Regions from separate parts of the Salmo salar genome. Here region 1 is linked to region 2. Evidence: chromatin contacts called from public Hi-C data. All regions are on one chromosome and are shown on one strand. Each heading gives the region's core, a stretch centred on a gene start, on an enhancer-like site or on the middle of the called end of the contact. The rest is flanking DNA. Distances are from core to core; before and after follow the strand shown.

Region 1 (4,576 bases), core at 761-3,260, 47 kb after region 2:
ACTCACCCAGCTGTCTGGGACAAAGGCCTGGATCTGTAAACAACATCATTCATTTCAGCCGCTGGAACCAGCCTACTGAGGGACAAGTTATACTGTAGATGTTTGTTGGTTGGTTTGTTCCAGTGATTATTAGGGCAAGGAGTATTTTCTTGATCATGTGTCCTGACCATACAAATATCTAGGCCCTAGTGATCATATAGTATGTGTGTGCATACTCACTTTACGAAGTTTGACAATGTGTTTATGTATCTATGGTGACTGTATGCATGGTGTTTGTGTTACAGATATTTGGTCACTGGGGGTGATCCTCTTCATGCTGGTGTGTGGACAGCCGCCTTTCCAGGAGACCAATGACAGTGAGACGCTCACCATGATCATGGACTGTCGCTACACCGTCCCCGACCATGTCTCCGCAGACTGTACGGAGTGAGTAGCATCACCCTCTCCTTTGAGCCTCCAGCTCTCACACACACCATGCATTAACCTAAACACAGTGCCACACAATGCCGTTTAAATATGTCATGTGGTTTTAGAATTCTCTCAGATGCACTAGAAATAGACTGTGGTTATGCAACAGCGATACATGCAGACACATAATAACCACGATGCCAGTTGTCAGCGCTCCGTGTGTTTCTGAATGCCTTGCCCTAACTTGCCTTACCCCAGTCAGCCCCAGCCAACCTTTATTTTGACAAGGAGTCAGTGCTGAGACCAAGGTCTGGTTTCCAGATGAGCCCTGCATAGCACCACAATACACATCAAAATACAATAAACACATTAAACTACACATTCATATACACAATAAAATACACGTTATTATACACAACAATACATGAAAAGCAAAACAATCATAAAAAACGGTGAAAAGGACCCCTGACAAAAGGCTGAAATGCCCTAGAGGCACCAGTTGTATTGTAGATCATTCCACAAGTAAGGTGCAAGAAAATGAAAGGTTGATTTACCTAACCCTCTAGACACCAGCGGGCTTGATCATTTGTCATTTTAAATCTTAACAGTGATGTTAGGTAAGTCAGACGTTTGTGGAGCATATTGATGTGATCTACTTGACTTCAAAGAGGTGGCTGAGATTTTATTAACCCCATGTCTCCTATCGCCCAAACTCTGAACTTCACGCCTGACTGAGAACCTCGTGCAAACAGCCTTCTGGACACACTCTACCCTGTGCTCTTTGGCTGTTTTTGTCAGAGGGCGCAAGCCAATCACTGAATAGGGAATACAATATTGAAAGTTGATTTAAGGTGGCCAGCCAACCAGTGGGTAGAATAAAGAGATGGCTGAAATGAAAGTATATCTCATGATTTCCAAAAATGATGACAGTTCTAGGAAACTGAGAGTTGCTGAGTGAGTTGGTTCAGATCCATGTTGTATTGGACTGCCACTTGTCTGTAATTTATTGCGTGGTTACGATCAATCCCTGGATACCTAGTCACTCCATTCTACATCTGACCCCAGATCTCACCTCACCTCTGGTATCTATTAAAGTTCAATCTGAACAAAACTGTCTTTGTGTTAAAAAGGGATGAATTAGCTAAGCCCCTTGGTACCAATGCTATTTGTGTTTGAGACTCAAGAACACCCCTGCAGCCACTGAACCGCAGTCCAGACCTTCCAGACCTTGTGGTTCTGAGTCAGATGATGGAACCTCAGACGTCTAACTGACTGGCGCAGGAACAGTTTTAAACATAAAACCTGGGTCATATGACCAAGGCCCTGATGAAAGCTATTTTCATGGGAAGATGATTCCTTGCAAAACAGAACAGTCCTGCGGGCACAATCAACAGAGCGAAAGCAGACCTCTCCCTACCCACCCACCCTCCATCTCTCTCTCCCCTGCAATCTCTCACTATCTCCCTCTCACTCCCCCTCTCTCTTTCCCTCTCTCTCCTGCTATCTCTCTCTCCCCTCTGTTGCTCTCTCTCTCCCCCTCTCTCTCTCTCCCTTTCCTGCTATCTCTCTCTTCCCTCTGTGGCTCTCTTTCTCCCGCTATCTCTCTCTCCCCTCTGTTGCTCTCTTTCTCCCGCTATCTCTCTCTCCCGTCTGTTGCTCTCTCTCGTGCTGTCCCTCTGCTGCTCTTTTTCTCTCTCCCTACCTACTCTTGCTTTACTTTACTGCATAGTAGTGTTGTGGGATGTGCATGGGTCAGTTAGGAGGACAGTGTGTAAATCATTCATTTGTATTAATATTTCAGTAGTTGTATGAATAGGATATACCAAACAACAAGAGCATTATTGGAGGTTCAAAGAAGTATGGGCACTTGCACAGTGTAAATGGACATAAGGGAAAATAGGGCATTATTAAAGGAGGATAGAACCTTTAGGCTGAATGGTGATCCTGGTCTTGCATGGTTAAACCACTTAAAGGCGTGTGCACACACACGCACACACACACACACACACACACACACACACACACACACACACACACACACACACACCACACAATTGTTTTTCTATCCTCATGGGGACCTAAAATTGATTTCCATTCAAAATTCTATTTTCCCTAACCCTAACCCTAACACCTAACCCTAACCCCTAACCCTAACCCCTAACCCTAACACCTAACCCTAACCCTAACCCCTAAACCTAACCCTAACCCCTAAACCTAACCCTAACACCTAACCCTAACCCTAACCCCTAAACCTAACCCTAACCCTAACACCTAACCCTAACCCTAACCCCTAAACCTAACCCTAACCCTAACACCTAACCCTAACCCCTAAACCTAACCCCTAACCCCTAACCCTAACCCCTAACCCTAAACCTAACCCTAACCCCTAACCCTAACCCTAACCCTAACCCCTAACCCCAACCCTAACCCTCAAAATTCTATTTTCCCTAAACCCCTAACCCCTAACCCTAACCCCTAACCCTAACCCCAACCCCAACCCTAACCCTAACCCCTAAACCTAACCCTAACCCCTAACCCTAACCCCTAACCCTAAACCTAACCCCTAACCCTAACCCCTAACCCTAACCCCTAACCCTAACCCCAACCCTAACCCCTAAACCTAAACCTAAACCTCTAACCCTAACCCTAACCTTAACCCTAACCCTAACCCTTAACCCCTAAACCTAACCCTAACCTAAAATTGATTTCCATTCAAAATTCTATTTTCCCTAACCCCTAAACCTAACCCTAACCCTAAACCTAACCCCTAAACCTAACCCTAACCCCTAACCCTAAACCTAACCCTAACCCCTAAACCTAACCCTAACCCTAACCCTAACCCCTAAACCCTAACCCCTAAACCTAACCCCTAAACCTAACCCCTAACCCCTAACCCTAACCTTAACCCTAACCCTAAACCCCTAAACCTAACCCTAACCTAAAATTGATTTCCATTCAAAATTCTATTTTCCCTAACCCCTAAACCTAACCCTAACCCTAAACCTAACCCTAACCCCTAAACCTAACCCTAACCCCTAACCCTAACACCTAACCCTAACCCCTAAACCTAACCCTAACCCCTAACCCCTAACCCTAACCCCTAAACCTAACCCCTAAACCTAACCCTAACCCTAACCCCTAAACCTAACCCTAACCCTAACCCCTAAACCTAAACCTAACCCCTAAACCTAACCCTAACCCCTAAACCTAACCCTAACCCCTAAACCTAACCCTAACCCCTAAACCTAACCCTAACCCTAAACCTAACACCTAACCCTAACCCCTAAACCTAACCCTAACCCCTAAACCTAACCCTAACCCTAACCCTTGCCCTAACACCTAAACCTAACCCCTAACCCTAAACCCTAACCCTAACCCCTAACCCTAACCCCAACCCTAACCCCTAAACCCTAACCCCTAAACCTAAACCTAACCCCTAAACCTCTAACCCTAACCCTAACCTTAACCCTAACCCTAACCCTTAACCCCTAAACCTAACCCTAACCTAAAATTGATTTCCATTCAAAATTCTATTTTCCCTAACCCCTAAACCTAACCCTAAACCTAACCCTAACACCTAACCCTAACCCCTAAACCTAACCCTAAACATAACCCTAACCCCTAACCCCTAAACCTAACCCTAACCCTAACACCTAACCCTAACCCCTAAACCTAACCCTAAACATAACCCTAACCCCTAACCCCTAACCCTAACCCCTAAACCTAACCCCTAAACCTAACCCTAACCCTAACCCCTAAACCTAACCCTAACCCCTAAACCTAACCCCTAAACCTAACCCTAAACCTAACCCCTAACCCTAAACCTAACCCTAACCCCTAAACCTAACCCTAACCCCTAAACCTAACCCTAACACCTAAACCTAACCCTAAACCTAACCCTAACCCTAACCCCTAAACCTAACCCTAACCCCTAAACCTAACCCTAACCCCTAAACCTAACCCTAACCCCTAAACCTAACCCTAACCCTAACCCCTAAACCTTGCCCTAACCCCTAACCCTAACCCCTAACCCTAACCCCTAAACCTAACCCTTGCCCTAACCCTAACCCTAACTGCCAACCCTAAACATAACCCCTAACCCTAATTCCAACCCTAACCCTAATTGTAACCCTAAACCTAACCCCTAAGATCAAAATAACATTTTCCA
Region 2 (4,373 bases), core at 751-3,250:
ACACCATGCTCTACCAACTGAGCCATACATACCAATGTTTCCCATTATAAATCAGACCTGTCATAAAACGGTGGGCGCATGAACGAGGCAAAACTTGAAAAACATAAGTTAACGCTGAACAAAAATATAAACGCAACATGAAAAGTGTTGGTCTCATGTTTCATGAGCTGAAATAAAAGATCCCAGAAATCTTCCACATGCACAAAAAGCATAATTCTATCAAATGTTGTGCACAAATGTGTTTACATCCCTGTTAGTGAACATTTCTCCTTTGCCAAGATAATCCATCCACCTGACAGGTGTGGCATATCAAGAAGCTGATTAAACAGCACGATCATTACACAGGTGCACATCATGCTGGGGACAATAAAAGGCCACACTAAAATGTGCAGTTTTGTCACACAACATAACGCCACAGATGTCTCATGTTTTGAGGGAGCATGCAATTGACATGATGACTGCAGGAATGTCCACCAAAGCTGTTGCCAGAGAATTGAATGTTAATTTCTCCACCGTAAGCCACCTCCAATGTTGTTTTAGAGAATTTGGTAGTATGTCCAACTGGCCTCACAACCGCAGACCCTGTGTATGGCGTTGTGTGAGCGAGCGGTTTGCTGATATCAATGTTGTGAACAGGGTACCCCATGGTGGCGGTGGGGTTATGGTATGGGCAGGCACTGACAATTTGAATGTACAGTGACAAGGTCCTAAGGCCTATTCTCGTGCCATTCATCTGCCACCATCATCTCATGTTTCAGCATGATAATGCACGGCCCCATGTTACAGGATCTGTACACAATTCCTAGATGCTGAAAATGTCCCAGTTCTTCCATTGCCCGCACACTCACCCAACATGTCACCCCTTGAGCATGTTTTGAATGCTCTGGATCCAGTTCCCGCCAATATCCAGCATCTTCACACAGTCATTGAAGAGGAGTGGAACATAATTCCACAGGCCACAATGAACAGCCTGATCAACTCTATGCGAATGAGATGTGTTGCGCTGCATGAGGCAAATGGTGGCCACACCAGATACTGACTCATTTTCTGATCCACACCGCTACCTTTTTTAAGGTATCTGTGACCAGCAGATGCATATCTGTATTCCCAGTCATGTGAACTCCATAGATAATGGCATAATACTTTTTTTTAATTGACTGATTTCCCTATATGAACTGTAAAAAAAAATGAACTGTTGCATGTTGCGTTTATATTTTTGTTCAGTGTATTTACTAGGCTATTAGGTCCAATTAAATGAGAGATGCGCATGGTAATTTGTTGTATGGCTCCTTCGGGAATATGAACCCATCACCGCCAGAAAAGAGGAGGAATATATTCTGCAATGGTTATGAAAATAAAAGAGTACAAAGATTCCTATTTCTAATGATACGATTCCGATGTCTAATTATTTTAGATTCTAAAAATAAAACACAGATTTTCGCTCTTCTCATTAATGGCAAATGGTTGCATTCTTGTTGATATGTTTTCCCGTTTGTATTTTTATTTTATGAATAAGCTTTTCATCATATGCCCCATTTGCACAAAATACTTGCCAGCTTGCAATACAATTTTTCAAGCACTAGAAAATGTGCGTATGCATGGTCTAAAGTTTGCGGAGAGGTCAGCACATTCTCACGTCAAGTTACATTTTTATAAATGCCTGCTCTTGGGGTGTATTTTGTACATAAGCACGGTTGAACTCTGTGGCCATACTGACTAAAGAGAATGTGTTTTACTATTTTCATTATTTCCCTCCAAAGGAATTCTAAAGAATTCACATTTGTAAAAAGCATTGTCTTGTGAAGTTGTGAATCAGGAGTTATGAATCATAGCTAACGCTACAGGTGACCTACTGTGATGTGGTTGAAAACTATAGACCACTATGCCTCACCCATATATAAATATGTGAAGAATGTATTCTCCCCATTGTGTTTCTTCATCTCCTCCGCCTACCTAATTATAGACACGCTGGCTGTTCAATTGCATAGTCCATAATAGTTTTCTGCTTTCTCGACTTCAGAACAGACATTTTCCTCTAGGCCTTTCCGCCTGCCTCAGCCCTAGCGCGCCATAGGAGAGAACATCCGCCGAATAAGACCGGAGTTAGCTGGAATGCTTTGACGTCAGTAGCAGGCCAACCCAGGCCAGCGCTCAGAGCCGACCAGACGGAGGTGAATGCACGAATAGGCTAGCCTACTGCAGAGAGAGACGCACTCACGTCGAGCATCCCTGTTGCCTCGTCCTTTGCGGAGACATCGGGGCACGCAAAAACTACGCACCTGGCACAGTCAACACAGCAGGACGAGGGGGAAATATTGTGTAATAGCGTTAAGATTTTAACACATCAAGAAGGCTAGTATTATTGGTATAGAAAGAAGTGCATTGCTGTTTACAGTGGTGGGTCGCTTCACTAGTCTCAAGGATAACCCATTTTCCTAACTATGGTAAGTATTTATTTTTTATCTTTAAGCTAACTATATTCTCAGTCATAGCAATTTTTGAATTATCTCCTTTGGCTATAATGTTATTGTCAGACTGCGGTGCCAGATGTGAACGACAAGTCTATGTTTGTGCATTTCATCAGACGCGTAAGCTAGTCAGTAGATGTGTATTTTACGAACTCGGGACTGCGAACTCGGGACTGCGAATAGCCTACTGCTGGTATTAATGTCCATGGGGACATTAGAATTATCATAATTTGTACTTTGATAACTAGATATATGCGCTGGCAGCTTTGACATAAAATTATACCGACTCACTTATGATCCATCCTCTCCAATACCGCTGTCATACAAAACTTTCACAATGCTTTAAAATACATTAAAATATATGTTAATGTTAATGATATATATTTGTGTAACTGTTTGGTAAGGATATCTTAATTCATTAAAGGTCCAATGCGGCCGTTTTCATTGCAATATTATAACATTTATGGTTAACAGTTAAGTACCTTACTGTGATTCTTTTCAATTAAAATGATCGAAAAGACACAAAAATAGCTTCTTAGCCAAGAACAATTTCTCAAGCAAGAATTTTTCTAGCATTGTCTGGGAGTGGTCTGAGTGAGGAGGGGAAAACTGAAAACGATCTGTTATTGGCAGAGTGGCTTGGGACTCTCTTTCTTATTGGTCGATTAATTAGTTTACCGCCTGGTGATGTCACCGGGCTAGCCAATACTCCATCCCACCAAAACAGACATTTCACAATTTTCACAATTTCACAGTATTATTCCAACCTGTAGTGTGGAAATATATAGATTGTAACGACCCTGGGTTTATAAGCGTGGATATCGACTCTGCCGCTCGAGCATGCTTTTGGGGCACAGTCGATAGCGCGCTGGACTTCGGACTAGAAGGTCGAGGATTCGAGACCTGCTCCCTGCCGTTTCATTACAATATATATACGACACACAAAATCACGTTTTTGACTGCACTGGGCCATGAATGGGACATGATGATAATGATTGTAGTACAGGGGATGATGAGTAAAAGGATTGTGAGACAAAGTCTTAAGTTTACCCATTTGTTCTGTGTGTGTTGTCCTTTGTTAGGGAGTAGCAAGTTTGGTGGCATCTCACAGTGCAGTGTGTGATCACTCCCCATCTCTCATAACTCTGTAGGCTATTGTTCGTTACTGTAACAAGAGCGCTGGTTCCTGGCCTGCACCTTGTCTTTCTATTGCCTTGCCATCCCCAGGGAGTACGGGCCAACTCTGACTCATCACAGGACTGCCTACCAGACAGGAAGATAGAGAGCAAGGGGGAGAGGAGAGAGGGAGAGAGAAGGAAAGGATGGAGGAGAATACAGATGGGGTGATTGAATAGCAGAGAAAAGTCAAAGTGAACTAACAGAGTGTGTGTGTATATATCCAGCGTGCATGTGTGTGTGTGTGTGTGTGTGTGTGTGAGTGAGACAATGCATACGTGTGTACATGTGACTGCTTGTAACTCCCCATACTTTATTCTGAGCAGGATGGGACAGTGTCCCCTGGGTCAGAGAGGAGAGAGCAGGCAGGTCACAGGAGAAGTATGCAGCTACAGACTAGAGGTCGACCGATTAATCGGAATGGCCGATTAATTAGGGCCGTTTTCATAAACACCTTTATTTACCTTTATTTAACTAGGCAAGTCAGATTAAGAACACATTCTTATTTTCAATGACGGCCTAGGAACGGGGGTTAACTGCCTTGTTCAGGGGGGATTTGGGGATTAGTTTTTGCAACCTTCTGGTTACTAGTCCAACGCTCTAACCACCTGCCTTACATTGCACTCCACGAGGAGCCTGCATGGCAGGCTGACTACCTGTTACGCAAGGGCAGCAAGAAGCCAAGATAAGTTGCTAGCTAGCATTAAACTTATCTTGTAAAAAACGATC

The links. A called contact is a pair of places that touch in the nucleus more often than the background predicts.
Region 1: a Hi-C map of gill shows a contact between it and region 2, with 2.1 times the contacts expected there. The contact joins the enhancer-like site here to the promoter of LOC106573646 in region 2. A contact is called at or near these places in 2 of 3 Hi-C or Micro-C datasets (blood and gill).

Annotation. Positions count from the first base shown.
Region 1 is chrssa16:35,388,706-35,393,281 of Ssal_v3.1, forward strand. It overlaps LOC106573646 (SNF-related serine/threonine-protein kinase), which reads left to right. Exons shown (of 6, transcript XM_014148885.2): 3 at 285-426. Among protein-coding and RNA genes, the nearest start is that of LOC106573645, 20 kb to the right of the region's middle. Within about 2 kb of position 2,011, at least 3 of the 13 cell types and tissues checked have an H3K27ac peak or open chromatin away from gene starts, as enhancers often do. A contact at or near this core is called in gill, where this site is marked.
Region 2 is chrssa16:35,341,577-35,345,949 of Ssal_v3.1, forward strand. LOC106573646 (SNF-related serine/threonine-protein kinase) reads left to right here and starts at 2,001. Exons shown (of 6, transcript XM_014148885.2): 1 at 2,001-2,444.